2 separate regions of the Mus musculus genome follow, and region 1 is linked to region 2. A link is a contact called in public HiChIP or PLAC-seq data. All regions are on one chromosome and are shown on one strand. Each heading gives the region's core, a stretch centred on a gene start, on an enhancer-like site or on the middle of the called end of the contact. The rest is flanking DNA. Distances are from core to core; before and after follow the strand shown.

Region 1 (7,432 bases), core at 4,508-7,007, 790 kb after region 2:
ACTCTTCCTGTAAACTCCGGTGCAAAGTCCCCACATGATCATGTGATCAGCTGGGTCAGAGTAAGCTAGAAGTCACACTTGGTGGCTCTCTGCCTCCTCACCGAGCTGCAGCCCTGAATTTCAGCCCTTTCCAGGTCTCACCTGTACCAGAAAGCATCACAGACTTAGAGAACAGCTCTTCTGTTACAGGAGCGAGCGAGCTCACTTCTTAATTTATGTAAACATCTCCAGTTTGAGGCCGCATGCCAGATGGGCAGGGCCGGGGCCAGAGCCTGGGATGGGTGTGCCTTGGAGCAGGTAATTGCCTGGGCAGGGCTGGAGGATCCCCAGAAGGAGAAACTCTAGGCTGAAGAAAGATGGAAATCAGTTCTCCTGTGCTCAGCCACAAGTCCCAGGCAATCGCGTGTTCTCTCTGTGCTCACAACTCACCTGGATTACCAGCTTGTGTTCCCAATGGGGAACTCAGCACCGTTTAAGTGGGGGAGGGGGCAGCTGTCGTGGATTCCCAAGAGGCTTTCCAATGCACCCTGAAGAACCTGTTTCTCTGCAGAGGCCACTGGCCTTCTTCTTGTCACCCTGTCCTCCAGGACGCACACCCTGTCCACACGTCTGGGTGCCCCCACAGCCTTGAAGACCAAGAACCTCATTCTGTTTCTGAACAGGACCCTGATTCCCTGTGCCTAGATTGGCATCCAAGGTGTGGCACCCAGCACCGCTTCTATCCTCCTTGTAGTGGGTAGAGATGTGTGGGCGTGGCCTTTTCGGTTTACACTGGAAATGGTACTGGTACAAAGGTCTCCGGAGTTCAAGGGGACACTGAGATGGGTTGTTGCGGGGGGGGGGGGTTATCAAAGGGGTTTATAAAGAGTTATTAACCCCATGGACAGACAGACAACAGCTCGGGAGCTGTAAGGAGAGGTCAAGTCTCAGAGCTGCAGGGTAACAGGTAGCTCAGTTCGACTGTTGAACATCAGACTGTTGAAACAGCGAGCCCAAAGGAGTGGGCATTCTCCTAGCAATCTTGTACTGGGGAGTACACTGCCTGGGAAGAGATTGCATGCATTTCTAACAGCTTGTCGGACTACCTTACAATGAGACTGAAGTTCTCATGTTGTTATAATGACGGATCCGTGGTGGGCGGGACCACACGTTGTCTGAGACTGATCAGAATAGAGGTGCTTATCCTTGGCCCTCTATTTAAACTCTAATCTCGATTCAGTACCCTGAAGACAGACTTGTGGGTGGCTGGACCTGCCCTTGCAACACATGCACAAGGAGCAATGGAAAGAGCTTTATATGTGCCGAATGTATTAAGTCAACTTACATAAAAACAGTAACAAACGCTGAATCCCACTGAAAGAGTGAGACTCTAGAAGCCGTTTGGTCTGTGAGGCTGGCTGCCTCACCAGTGAGATACAATCCCACTGTAACTGTCTCCCTCTAGAGGGGCAAACAACCCAGTATTTGCTCAGTTCATGAGGCTGGGGACCTCTGCAGTCTCAGGGGAATTGGGGGGTGTTGCAAAACTAGTTGGTTTCTGGAGAACTGTTGGTGTCTAGTCCACATCAGAAGGCTGGAAACACTGGTTCTGACATCAGTGGAGGAATAGCTGCAAGGAGAGGAATCAACTCAGAGGCAAGAGGGAGTTGAGCAAAAGGCCAAAAATCTTCCTACTGCTGTGCCCTTTATATATGGGCTGTGCAGAGGGTGCTGCCCTTGACGGGGGCAGGTCTTCCCACATAGATAAGGCAATCAGGACAGTTCTTCTGAGCTTACACGATGTTCGCAGAACCTTCAGTTCCCCGGGATAGAAGCACTGAGACTCCCCCATTTCTATTGGCTGCTCAGAGTTCTTGGGGTAACAGATCTCTTCATAGGCCCCTCTCACATGACACCCTACGTTCTCAAAGTCAGAAGAGGCCCTCTCTGACCTCTAGAGCCTCTCTTAGAGGGTTTGTCTGGTTGAGACAGGACTAACAAGCACAATCCTCTTTTTGTTCAACTCAGGGTCAGCTGACAAGGGCTCCAGTGACTTTAACAATACATCTTCATCTTTTTCCTGTAACATGACCTCCCCTGAAGACTGGAGCCCTGAGCAGGAAGAGGTGTATGCACCAAATTCCCTTCCCAGGATTCTGCTACCTAGAGTCCGGGTTCCCCCATTACCACTGGGCTTGTGTCTAGGAGTATACTGGTGTTCCGGATGATTTCAAGCAACCGGATCCTCTCCCAGGGTGGACCAGGATAAGCCAGAATCCAGACATTTGAGAAGAGCTGGGGGTGCATTCCTTCTCTGTGTTCCGAGTTACCCCATGCCAAAGGTCACTTGGGTAGTCTTCTCCTGCAAGATCCTCTCTTAGACCAGTCTGTCTGCTCACTTGGACACCTGTCTGCTCACTCCTAAAGGCAGCCCCTGCCTGGCTGGCCTGTGTGATTATGTGTGATTCAGGTGCTGAGAGTTGCCTGCTGTGGGAGAGAAATTTTCAGGGCTCTAAGAAACAAAGGATGTGTTCTCTGGGCTAACATGGGATAAACTCTACTTCAGCGTTGATGAGGACCCACAACTCCAAAATTCAGATTGTAACTAGAACCATTGCTGCTGGCGGTGGAAACAAGACAGAGCAGTTCCTAAGTCATTCGTGTGTGTGTGTGTGTGTGTGTGTGTGTGTGTGTGTGTGTGGCCAATTTCCAGACAGTTCATCAACCTTGGGCACTGGCAAGAATTCTCACTAAGCCAGGTTAGTATGTCACATGGACATGCACATAACTTCCAGGGCACCCATTCACCTTTCAAAAGAAGTCAGAACTATGCCAGGCTTGGGGACACACACCCATAATCCCAGTACTCAGGGAGTGAAACACAGTTGGGGGCGGGGGGGGGGCAAGATAGCATTGGGTTCATAGTGAGACAATAAACAAGGCAAAATTATAAAACTGGGTACAATTGCAAGGGCTGCGGAGCCTATGCAAACCCTTCTCAACCTCTGTTCAAACACTGCATGACAGAGACTTTCTGTTTTCATAGACAGCTACCCTATGAGAGCTTCTTGCTATCCTATGATCTCTAGAACTTCCTACCCCATTCCCCACAGGAACAGCTGGACCTACTGCTGCCTAAACATGTGTGAGCGTTTTGTGAACACTTTCCAATGTACTTTTAAATATATGCATGCGCATGAGTCTCTGTGTGGGTTCTCGCATGTGCGTGCAGCACTGTGGAGGCCAGCAAGAGGGCTTCAGATCCCCCACAGCTGACGTTATAAGCCCCACACTGGATCTGAAGAACTCGGCCCCTCTGGAAGAGGAGGAAACACACTCTTAACCCCTAAGCCATCTCTCCAGCCCCTCTTTATTACATTATTATTCACTCATCATATATGCATGAACATATTTTTTGCACACACTTGCCACAGTGCGTTTATTGAGGTCAAAGGAATCCTTCCCCTCTGTGGATTCCGGGGATGGAGTCCACAAAGCTTGGCATTGTCTTTGTCCCCTGAGCCATCTTATTAGCTATCTGTTTGTGACTTTCAAGCGGTTCTCCCGGCTTGCAGCAGAACAGCTAACTGCTTGCACGGACATGTGCCCCTGTTCTCTGTGCACAGCCCATAATTGTGGGCCCCATTGCCAATATATCCAGCTTTCTAGCAGTAGGAACCAGATGACCCAGCTCTGGCCAGCCAGGCATGCTGGTGCTCCCCCGGGGACAGCTGAGCTTGGGCTTCCTTGCAGAGCAGTGGCTAAGGACAAACAGACTGATTATCATCTGCACTCCTCTCTTCTGCAAAGTTCTAATCTCCTAGCCTTGAGATAAACAGAAGCTAGGGAGTGTCTCTCCCCGAAACATTTATCCTGCTTATCTCAATGTAAAATTCCAGTAGTGGTTTCTGAATGCCAGGCTAAATTCCTCCGCTCAGCCATCAATGCTTGCACGTGGCTAACAGCCTGCGCAGCAGAAAGAAGTCAGGAAAAGGAAGCTAGGTGCTGTCCCAGGTAGCCCCAGCAGGGGGAGACAAAGCCCTGCAGAGGAACAGGTCACTCCCCAGTCAGGGGCCTACCGTAGGGGAGGAACACTGCAAGCCAGGCCAGAAAGGATCAGGAAAAGTCAGAGAAGACCTCTCCCAGGAAGAAATGCTTATGTAGACACAGTCAAGAGGACAGGGGTGCCCTCTTTCTGGGAGCAGAATGAACAAGGTAAGGCCAACTGCCTGCTAGGCAGGGGATGCCATCAGCAGGCAGACTGAGCTGAACAGGCAACAAGAATGACAGGTGCCAGCTGGGCAGTACTGGTCCACACACAGCGCACAGCTGGCAGCAGGCAGATGACAAAAATGGGCCCAGATGGTTTGTCCAAGCTTGTGTCCATGCTGTAAGCAAAAGGGTGCAGAGCACTTGGGACCAAACAGCACAACTCCAGTCGTGCTCCCACATCCTGGAACCAAAGACTTCCCCATCCAAGTAGTTCCAAGTACCATATAGAAATAACAAGACTGGAAATCTGCAACATGGTTCACCTAAGAATCCAGTATGGAGATGGAATAAGCAAGAAGGATATTTAGTTACACTAGAAAGAAGAAGGAAAGGAAGAAAAAAGGAACAGAGAGCCCAAGAGGACGGTTGCTGAGCTCTGACAGTAGGAGGTTGTGGTGACTTAGGGGGCTACAGGACTTGGGTTCTGTTCACAAGCTGCCAAATCTCTCCTGAAATCCACTTATCCACCTGCTGTGTATACTTTTCTCTTACAGAGTTTTGTTATTGTTGTTGTTGTACTGAATGTAGTATTGCAAATTCCTTACCCAGTAACTGTAGCTGTGTGATTTATGGGTTTGTTTCCTTTGCTGTGTTTCTGGCTTTGATTTTGCTCTTGCAGTGCTAAAGATGGAACCCTGGGTCTGGCACCTGCTGGGCAAACACTGTACCACACTGGGCGTTGTTTCTCTTGCTCATGGTCTCATTTTTCTTGCCACTCACTTCCACGCTAATGGCCCTGCCCAATCTTGTCAAGAAGGCAGAAACAAGCTGCCCAAGCAACTTTATTTTTCTCTTCCTTTTACCTCCAAACCCAGTGCCTTTGCCTTGAAGTCCCGTTTGCAGGATACCTAAAGAGCAGAGGGCAACCCCCAGCAAGACTTGCTGGATTATAGTCAGAGAATAGGAAGGCGTCATGTATTCATGCGCATTGGCACCCGCTCAGCTCAGTGTTGACATAAATTATAAAAAGAGCCCTCCCAGTGTTCCAAGAAATCCCTATATTGTTGCAGGAGTCACATCTTCATCTTCGTTAGCGACTACACCATGCAGCTGAATGCACAAGGCAACCCTAGGGAGAAATGAGCGCATGACAATCAAAGCCATCTTTATACGAAATCCTGGGGAAAATAACTTCTGGAGAGATGGTGTTTTGAATCCTTAATTTATAAACCTGAAAGAAAAAAAAAACAAAAAAAACCAATTCACTGAAAACTCAGAGATGGGCAGTAAACACAAGCCCCCTAGTGTGCACAGCCCTGGTCCAGCCCCCACGGAAAGCATCAGCAGACCCGTCATCTCCAAGCTTGGCAAGGGGGTGGGCACATAGCACTTCCACATGCTGCAGCTCACGCACCAGGGCAGCTGTTTGCTGAGAGGCAAATGGGAATGTCCATCAATGGGCTCCGGCAACAATACAGCCTTTGACTCAGCAGTTGCCCAGGGAGAAACCGTCCTCATCTGTGGTCACGCTCTCCAGCGCATCCGGAAAGGCCAGCGGGCGCAGTGACTCAGCCCTCTGGTTCTTTTGTTGCTCCTAGCTTCCCTAATGCTGACTGCAGCACTGCTCACCCTCACGCCTGCCTGACAAATCATGCTTTAGGAACTCCTTTTGGAAACTTTGTGCAGGGAGCCACATCAGGCTGCAGAGTGGGAGTTCAGATCCAGCTGGGTTGTAGTCATCACCTGGGAACTAGATGGAGGAATGGATAATGGTCTGAGCCTTGAGGTCACAGGCTTTGCCACAGGGAGCCACCTAACAGGCTGGCTCTGGAGTGAGCCTTCTTAAATACCTGTGACCCTCCCAAACCTGGAGGGTGGGTGGACAGAGCCACACTCACTTCTGAATAGCCAGAGCTGCTGTGCCTGTAGCCACCTGAAGGACAAATGTGGACACAAGGGCTCCTCCAAGAATAATGCTCACAGCCAAGGTCACAGAGAGCCACACGGGGCTGAGAGAAGAAGGGCCAGAATAAAGGAAGCCCCGTCTCCTGTAGAGAATCTATGCTCTCCTTTCCAACCCTTGTGTGTGTGTTTGCAAAACAGCTGTAAAAGCCCCACTAATGGAATTGCTTAAACAGCAGAACTCCATTGCCTCAGAGCCAGAAGGCCAGAAGCCCAAGATCAAGGTATCTGGAGGCTCTGGAGAGTAGCCACCCTTCTCCCTGGAGACTGTCAGCAACCCAGGTACCCTTGACTTGTCAAAGCAGCATTGCAATCTTGATCTTTATCTTCACACATTTGTCTCTATGCTGGTGTCTGTCCCCAAACTTCCCTTCTTGTGACAGACATCACCAGTCCCACTCAATTAGGGCCACCCTAATGACTGCATCACTACTTGGTTAGCTCTGAAAAGTCCCTATTTCAGGTCCTGGTCATATTTTAAGGGACACGTGTTAGGAATTCAAATAAGATCATCTTGGGAAGACACAATTCCATTGATAAATATTCATGATGTGTTCAATATTCATGAGAAGATGAGCCTGCATGCACATTCCCCAAGGGCCTGTCCTCTGAGGATTCATGCGCTGGGAGAGGAAGGTTTTACATTTCTCCAAACCTGTCCTGAGTTGAAGAATATCCTCCAAATCCATACCCAAGTGGACCCTGGGGGGAAAGCTCTGGGTGCGGTATTTACCGCTGAATCCCCAGAGCTCAGAAAGCTGGGCAAGGGAGATTGCTGAGTTTGAGGCCAGCATGGGCTACATAGTGAGTTCACGGCAAACCTGGGCTACAGTGTGAGAGCTGAATCTCCAAAAAGCAGAGCTAAGAGTGATTGTTTGCACATGGAACCATAGGACTCGGAGGACCGAGGCAGGAAGGTTTCCACGACTTTGATGACAGACTGGGAAGAAGAAATGGTTCTCAGATGTCACCTTAAACTTGACCGAGGAAGGATGAAGCAAGGCATTCGGAATTGGAAGTGAGTGAACAGATGGGTGCGTGAAAAAAATGAATCAAAAGTTAGAATTCCCACTGAAGTGTGCATGGCCTGACACAGAGCTAAGTGACTCTAGGAGGGAATGTGTGGGTCAGTGAATGACCCTTCATGCACTGTCAGCCCATTCATTCCTCAGTCACCAAGAGACAGCAAAGCAACCTCTTGAACAAAAGGAAGAAGCAGACTTACTATAAACACACACACACACACACACACACACACACACACACACATACACACACA
Region 2 (6,563 bases), core at 1,540-4,039:
ATAGTTAACGGCCTTGTTTGCTGGTCCAGATCAAAAGCACTTGTCTTCCTGTGTGAGAGAACCCTCTCTCTGAATTTGGCTTCCTCTGGTGCTGCAGCTCAGTCTCCTCAGGGCACCACTGAGTCTGCCAGAGTGGCCCCTCAGCAGCCCCCTTATGCCCTAATTGTGGTAAAGTGTCCTTACAACGTGCCTGGACATTGAACTCCTGTAGGAATTCTGGCAGAGGTTGGTTATACCTGCTGAGTCTGCGGACTTGTGCACTGACCACTATTCCCAACATCTGGTCAGTTGGCTCACCCCCTTTCTTCCTGGAACTTAAACACTCTGGTTTGCCCCTCCCCACCCCACCCCTTCCTTGCCCGTTTCTCTGCATGCTCATCATAGCCTCTCAGGTTTGGTCCTGCCGTCTGCCGTTCCTAATGAAGGCACGCAGTGACTTGCTTCTGCAGGTTCAGGGGGGTTTAAGAACTTTCTCCTGTGAATTCCTGGTTGATCAGTTGTGCTCAGAGGCCTCCCTGAGGGAGAACTGAAGGCTCTTCTCCCACAGAGCGCTGGTTTTGCTCCAGGCTGCCTCACACATGAAGAAATGCTTTAAAACAGACCTGTTTGGGTCCTCAATGGTGGTGTGAAACAAGCCCCTACACCCACAGTTTTGTTTCTTACTTGGAATTCTTAGAGATTGTTTTTCTCCTCATCAGAACCAATAGAGGTAGCCAGATTATCCTCTTATCTTCTCCTTCCTTCCTTCCTTCCTTCCTTCCTTCCTTCCTTCCTTCCTTCCTTCCTCCCTCCCTCCCTCCCTCCCTTCCTTCCTTCTGAATCTTCTCAGGGAAGGGACGGTGCTGTGCACTGTGGGATCTGTCTGATTAGACCCCTGAGCTTTCATGAACACACCAATCCCGAGAGATCCCGTTCTACTGGGAGGGGAGACAATAACGATGAGATGATAATGAGGAGACACAGCAGATGCCGGGAGGATTGCTCAAGGAGAGTTAGAGGGGGAGTTTTTCTGTGACAGCATGGATACTAAAACACACCAGCTCACAATTAGATTGTACAAAGTCCAGCCATGTGCACCTAAGAGGCCACCTTCCCACCAGGAAGGCAATTCTTCACAGCAGATTCGGAGCTTTAATGGAGTAGGTTTTGGTTGAAAGTTCATTTCATTAGGAATCTGAAGGTTCTATGCCCCAGTATAGGGGACTGCCAGAGCCAGGAAGCAGGAATGGGAGGGTTGGTGAGCAGGGTGGGGGGAAGGAGTAGGGGGCTTTCAGAGGGGAAATTAGGAAAGGGGATAACATTTGAAATGTAAATAAAGAAAATATCTAATTAAAAAATACAAAAAAGAGAAAAAGTTGAAAGTTTTCCATCATGGAAAAAGAAAGAGAGAAAGAAAGAAAGAAAGAAAGAAAGAAAGATAAGAAAACCTGAGAATAAAATTGAAAGAGACCTTGAGACATCAGTGAGAGATGGACTGAGTGACAGGAGTGGTCTGAATGGATGTAGAAGATATCCAGAGTGTCACCAGCCACTTACATGACATAGAGGTAATACTGTACCCCATAACACATTCACCAGGACAAACAGATGTTGCCTCGTCTCTTTTTATCATAATAAGTACCCCACACACACAAAAAAAATCTAGGTTTTAATGTATACTTTCTTACATTTTAAATTGTAGCCATTTTCATACTAATTTTGATTTGTCCCATGTTGTTTATTACTCTAAATGTTTACATATTCCTTCCTTCCTTTGTAATTCTCAAAGGCAGTTTTGCTTTTCATAGGAATTCTGGAAGAGAACAATGAAATTGCCTAAGAATCTAAAAGAAAAGTTATCTCCCTTTATTAAACTTTTTCTTTATTGAGAGGGTTTCACGTGTAGCTCAGGCTAGCCCTGCACTCCTTGTTCTCCTACTTCCACTTCCCAAACACTGGGGTTTACAAGCGAGCCCTTAAGGCTGTGCTTAAGAGCGTTAGTATTTTGTTCCATTTTAGAAGAAAGCAGAGGCCACCATCATGTGCCAAGAGCAGGCTACGTGATGGTATATCTTACATGAGATGTGTATGTTGGAATTCCCTTGAGGAATAGGACCCGTGAATGGCAGTAGAGTGCCAAGGGACATGTTTACTTTGACTCACACAGTGTGGACTGGGCAGTCCAAGAGTGGCTGCATGCAGGAGAGGCAGAGAAGTCCTGAATTGCTCACTCCACAAAGGTGAACCTCAAGAGCCCCAATCTGGCACTGGAGACCTGCAGAGCTCCTGGAGAGTCATCATCAGTCCATGTTGGAAGGTATTAAAAAGCTGTGCTCCAGTGTCCCCGGTGTCCCTGAGGATGGCGACAGCAGCTCCAGCAGTGACACACTCTGCAAGAAGCTAAAGTGAGCTAACAGCACTGTCCCCACCTCAGACCTCTCTATCTGAGCCATTGCTGAAAGGCGCCACCCACCCTGGAGGACACTTCTCTCATTTTTGTTCACCCTTCCTGGAAAAACATGCACAGACCCATCCAGAGCTATATCTTTGAGGTGATTCTACATCTAACCAAACTGCAGTCAGGATTAACCATCCTGGGATTATCTATCCTCCTCCTTTAGCTCCAGTGTTGGCTCTTTTCTCAACCACCCACCTACCCTTCCAGCTTTGGGACTGGGAACAAGATGGGAACAAATCCACTCTGGCTGGAGTGAGGTTGCAGGCATACCCCTCATCTTTCAGTAGTACCAGTAGAGTCACATCTTGACTAGCCATGTTGCCTGCAGAGCTGGAAGGATGACTCTAGGTGTTCCTCATTGGCACAGCTAGCCTTCTGGAGTCCATAACTATCAGCTAGCTATAGCTGGTGGCCCAAGTCAGCCTATGAGGCAACCTCACCTACATAGTAGCACTTGGGAGTGTGTTGGCAGGGTCCATCACAGGGAAGCAGACACGCAGAGCCTATGGTGTGGTGGAGGATGCTCGTCTCCTCCCCCATTGCCACTGTGTGTGAAAGAGCAGGAACAGGATACAGCTGGGCCGGGAGGCTTGTGCCAAGTCCATGATTCATCTAGAAGGGGATGGGCCGTGTCTGGTGTGACACCCTATGGCTCTGGTAGGTAGAAAATGTGGTGAAGCCAGGTGTACCTTTAAGAAGAGTGCCACAGATGTGTGTGAGACCTGTCTAGGGGACAGATGAATGAGCACTGCCCACAGACCATAATTTTCTTCATGAGACTGCGTCTGCAGGTTGTGGCAGGCAGAGGGTGTCTGTCTTCAGCCATGGAACCGTTGATCTGTTCAGATGCCCATCAGCTCATCTGAGACAAACTCTGGATTGAAAGTTAGGGAGCTCCCAGTTCTACTGACACCAACCACATTGCCATAGGGTGGAATCCGGTTCTGGCTTTGCTCTGTTCCCGTGGTCATGAGAAAGTCTGTCTCTGGCCAGTCTATGCAGTGATGGTGAAGAGGGAGCAAAGCTGGTGGCGTCCTTTCTGCCTTGGGCTGTGCCTGGACCCAGTGAACCCTGCTGCCAGAATAAGGATAGATTTCTTGCTCCGTGCACTAGCCAGGCTGGGTACTTTTCCAGAGCTGGGGTGAAGGAATCCTCTCAGTTTCCAGGGATTCTGTTACAACTGGAGAACCAACATGTGCAAAACAAAACCAACCAAACAAACCAACCACCACCAACCAACCAACCAACCGTGTATGTGCCTGACAGCTGTGAACTTAGCTGTCCTTCCTTAGATGCCATCTGTCTTGTCATTGTGTGATGATAACGTCTTTCATCGGCCTGGAGCTTGGCCATTAGGTAAGGCTGGATGGCCAGTGAGCTCTAAGAACCTATCTGTCCCGGCCTTGCCAGCTCTAGGAACACAAGAGCACAGTACCCCACCCAGCCTTATGTGAGTTCAGTGGAAGAACCCTGATCCTTATGCTTTCGAGGCAGGCACTTTACCGACCAAGCTATTATCCCAGCCTGAGCCAACAGCTCTCTTCAATTCTGGGCAGGATAAGCAGGTGGATCTGAGTCTTCCCAAGATGGTCAGAGGTTGACTTAACCCTAAGCTCAGGCTAGGCTGCAGACAGGGCGTGCAGTATTTTGAACTTGGGGTTCTTCATCTGTGAAACAAGGACATTTAACAGCCTCTTCAGGGATGTTGCCAGGGCTCCGGAATAGACTCTTGTTTCAAGTGTATGGCTGTCCTTCTTTTCATTGATAATGAAGCTGTTCACTATGTCATGTACCATTGTGCAGAGATGTCCTGCTGGGCAGAGGCAGGAATGGCTTACACCTCTCCACGAGGCACCTGGGGAGAGGCCACCTGTGGGGAGCCGCCCTCACATTCAACGTTGCAAGATGGCGCTGACATCCTGTGTTCTAAGTGGTAAACAAATAATCTGCACATGTGCCAAGGGTAGTTCTCCACCCCATGTGCTCTGCCTTCCCCGTGACGACAACTCGGCCGATGGGCTGCAGCCAATCAGGGAGTGACACGTCCTAGGCGGAGGATAATTCTCCTTAAAAGGGACGGGGTTTTGCCATTCTCTCTCTTGCTTTCTTGTTCTTTTTCTCTCTCTTGCTCGCTGGCTCTCTGGCTCTCTGGCTCTCTTGCTCTCTGGCTCCTGAAGATGTAAGCAATAAAGCTTTTGCCGCAGAAGATTCCGGTTTGTTGCATCTTTCCTGGCCGGTCGCGAACGTGTGTAAGAGCCAACCTGCTTCTTAGTTTATGTCACCCTTGGGTGACAACCCCTGTTATAGAACTATCTTTTTTCTCCCCTTCTGGGGGCGTTATTTTCTTTGGATGCCCTGTCTCAGTTTTCCAGCCTCTCTTAGCACTGATGGAAATACACATCTTGCATCCATCTGAGGGCAAAGGTGATACTATTGGGTGATATGATATTGCCTTACTTCTATGTTAGCCTCTTGAAACTCAGGGCACCTTCTATGTGCCAGCCACAGACAGGAGTCTGGTTTCTCACGCCACCAGCCCTGCATCTCACATCCCTTCTCACTTGGCCACTTCCAGGTCCCCGCTGTGCTTTTGACCTGGGGCATCTGCTTCCAGGCCAGTCTGGTTGTAGCAAAGAAAACAAACTCTAGATGCTTCTGTAAGCACGCAGGAAGTGCTGGTCCGTGATACCCAGAGGCATACGGAACCAGGCAGGGACATGCACCATGAGGGATCCTGGGTAGCTAGCATGATAGGGGTCCTTGGTTCAACCCTTGTCTGTGGGAAGCAAAACCAGGAAGCAGCAGGCTCATGCACTAACCGATACTAGCATGCAAGTGGGTGCCATCCTGCCTCGTCACTTGTCCCTCTTCTGATCCAGTATGAGAGTCTCTGCAAGGCCAAGTGGAGGGTTTGTAGCAGCAAAACGTGCCTTGGGCTGCTGAGAACTATGCCCAGTCATTTCCAGTGCCAGCCGACTCTGACTGATAGCGCAGCCTAGCCCTCCGAGGCCTGGTTCTGCTGGTCAGTCTGTTTCCTCTGTTTTCCCGATCTTGCAGTTGGGACCCTCAGCTGGCCCCACAGCTGTTATCTCTACCCTGGCTCAGGGAGGCCAACAGCCACAGCTCCAGGTTGGGGTTGGAGGGGACAATCTCCCACCATGCTCCGGATGCTACGCTTGGGACTGGCTATGTGTTCGAATCTATGCTCTGGCCTTGTATCTTCTTTCACATCTGCAAATTAATTGAAACATGGTCCACCCCTCCCCTAACACACACGCCATGCAATCACGCAATGCTCTCCCTGGATCTGCCATCTCATAGCAATTCAGAGTTTTGACACATGTCCGCAGCAGAGCCTGGCATTTTCCAGGGCAGAATGGAGAGGATCTTTTAGGATGCAAATTTGTATTGTGAGCTCCTGAAAAGAGATGGAGAAGTGGGGGGGAGGACCTCCCTGCCAGGTCAATGGGCCAGGACTTGCCAGTGTGTCCTTGGGATTGTGTATGAAGGCCACAGGAGAGAATGGACACTGCGGACAGAGAAAGAACTGTCATTTATCTGGAGCTCATTAGTTGGCAGGGGGAATTTTGGGGACAGCGGTAAAGGCCAAGCTGAAGAAACTGCCATCGAGGTCCTTTAAGATGCGTTTCCTTCCAGCCTTCCTCTCTCCCGGTCAGAGGGGGTTGGGAGGATGGGTAGGGGAAGTTTTATCGGGGAGACATAGTGAAATCTTGCTTTTGTTGATAGCTAGAGGATCCAAATACATCGAGGCCACACAGGGATGGTGGTCATGTGATCAGTACATTTGCTCACATAGATGCGTTTGTAGGGATGCCCTTAGAAACAGTGTAAAGTTAACACACAGTACCATCAATCAAAGGGATGCAAGGAGAGGCAGCCACCAGAGCTAAGACTCGCAGGTCACTGCAAAGTTCAGGAGACCCAACCTGCCCACTCTAAAGGAAACACCACACCGTTGAGTTTCAGCATGCTTACCCTTAGCGTGTTTTGAATTTTACATAAAGCAGCAAAGGTAGAGAGGCTGAGAAAGAAGATCCAGAAAGAGAAAGAGCACACAGGGCAACAGGGTCACAGGCTGAGCTGGATGGCCAGCTTGTGGTGGTTG

Evidence for each region. HiChIP or PLAC-seq counts read pairs in DNA pulled down with a chosen protein or histone mark.
Region 1: an HNF4G HiChIP or PLAC-seq map of pancreatic cancer cells shows a contact between it and region 2. The contact joins two enhancer-like sites. A contact is called at or near these places in 2 of 39 promoter capture datasets (embryonic stem cells and hippocampal neurons) and 1 of 115 datasets of contacts at active chromatin or transcription factors (pancreatic cancer cells).

The regions. Positions count from the first base shown.
Region 1 is chr1:90,969,439-90,976,870 of GRCm38.p6, forward strand. Rab17 (RAB17, member RAS oncogene family) reads right to left here and starts at 182. Exons shown (of 6, transcript NM_008998.4): 1 at 1-182. Within about 2 kb of position 5,758, at least 169 of the 459 cell types and tissues checked have an H3K27ac peak or open chromatin away from gene starts, as enhancers often do. A contact at or near this core is called in pancreatic cancer cells, where this site is marked.
Region 2 is chr1:90,183,367-90,189,929 of GRCm38.p6, forward strand. No RefSeq gene overlaps it. Among named protein-coding and RNA genes, the nearest start is that of Ackr3, 17 kb to the right of the region's middle. Within about 2 kb of position 2,790, at least 9 of the 459 cell types and tissues checked have an H3K27ac peak or open chromatin away from gene starts, as enhancers often do. A contact at or near this core is called in pancreatic cancer cells, where this site is marked.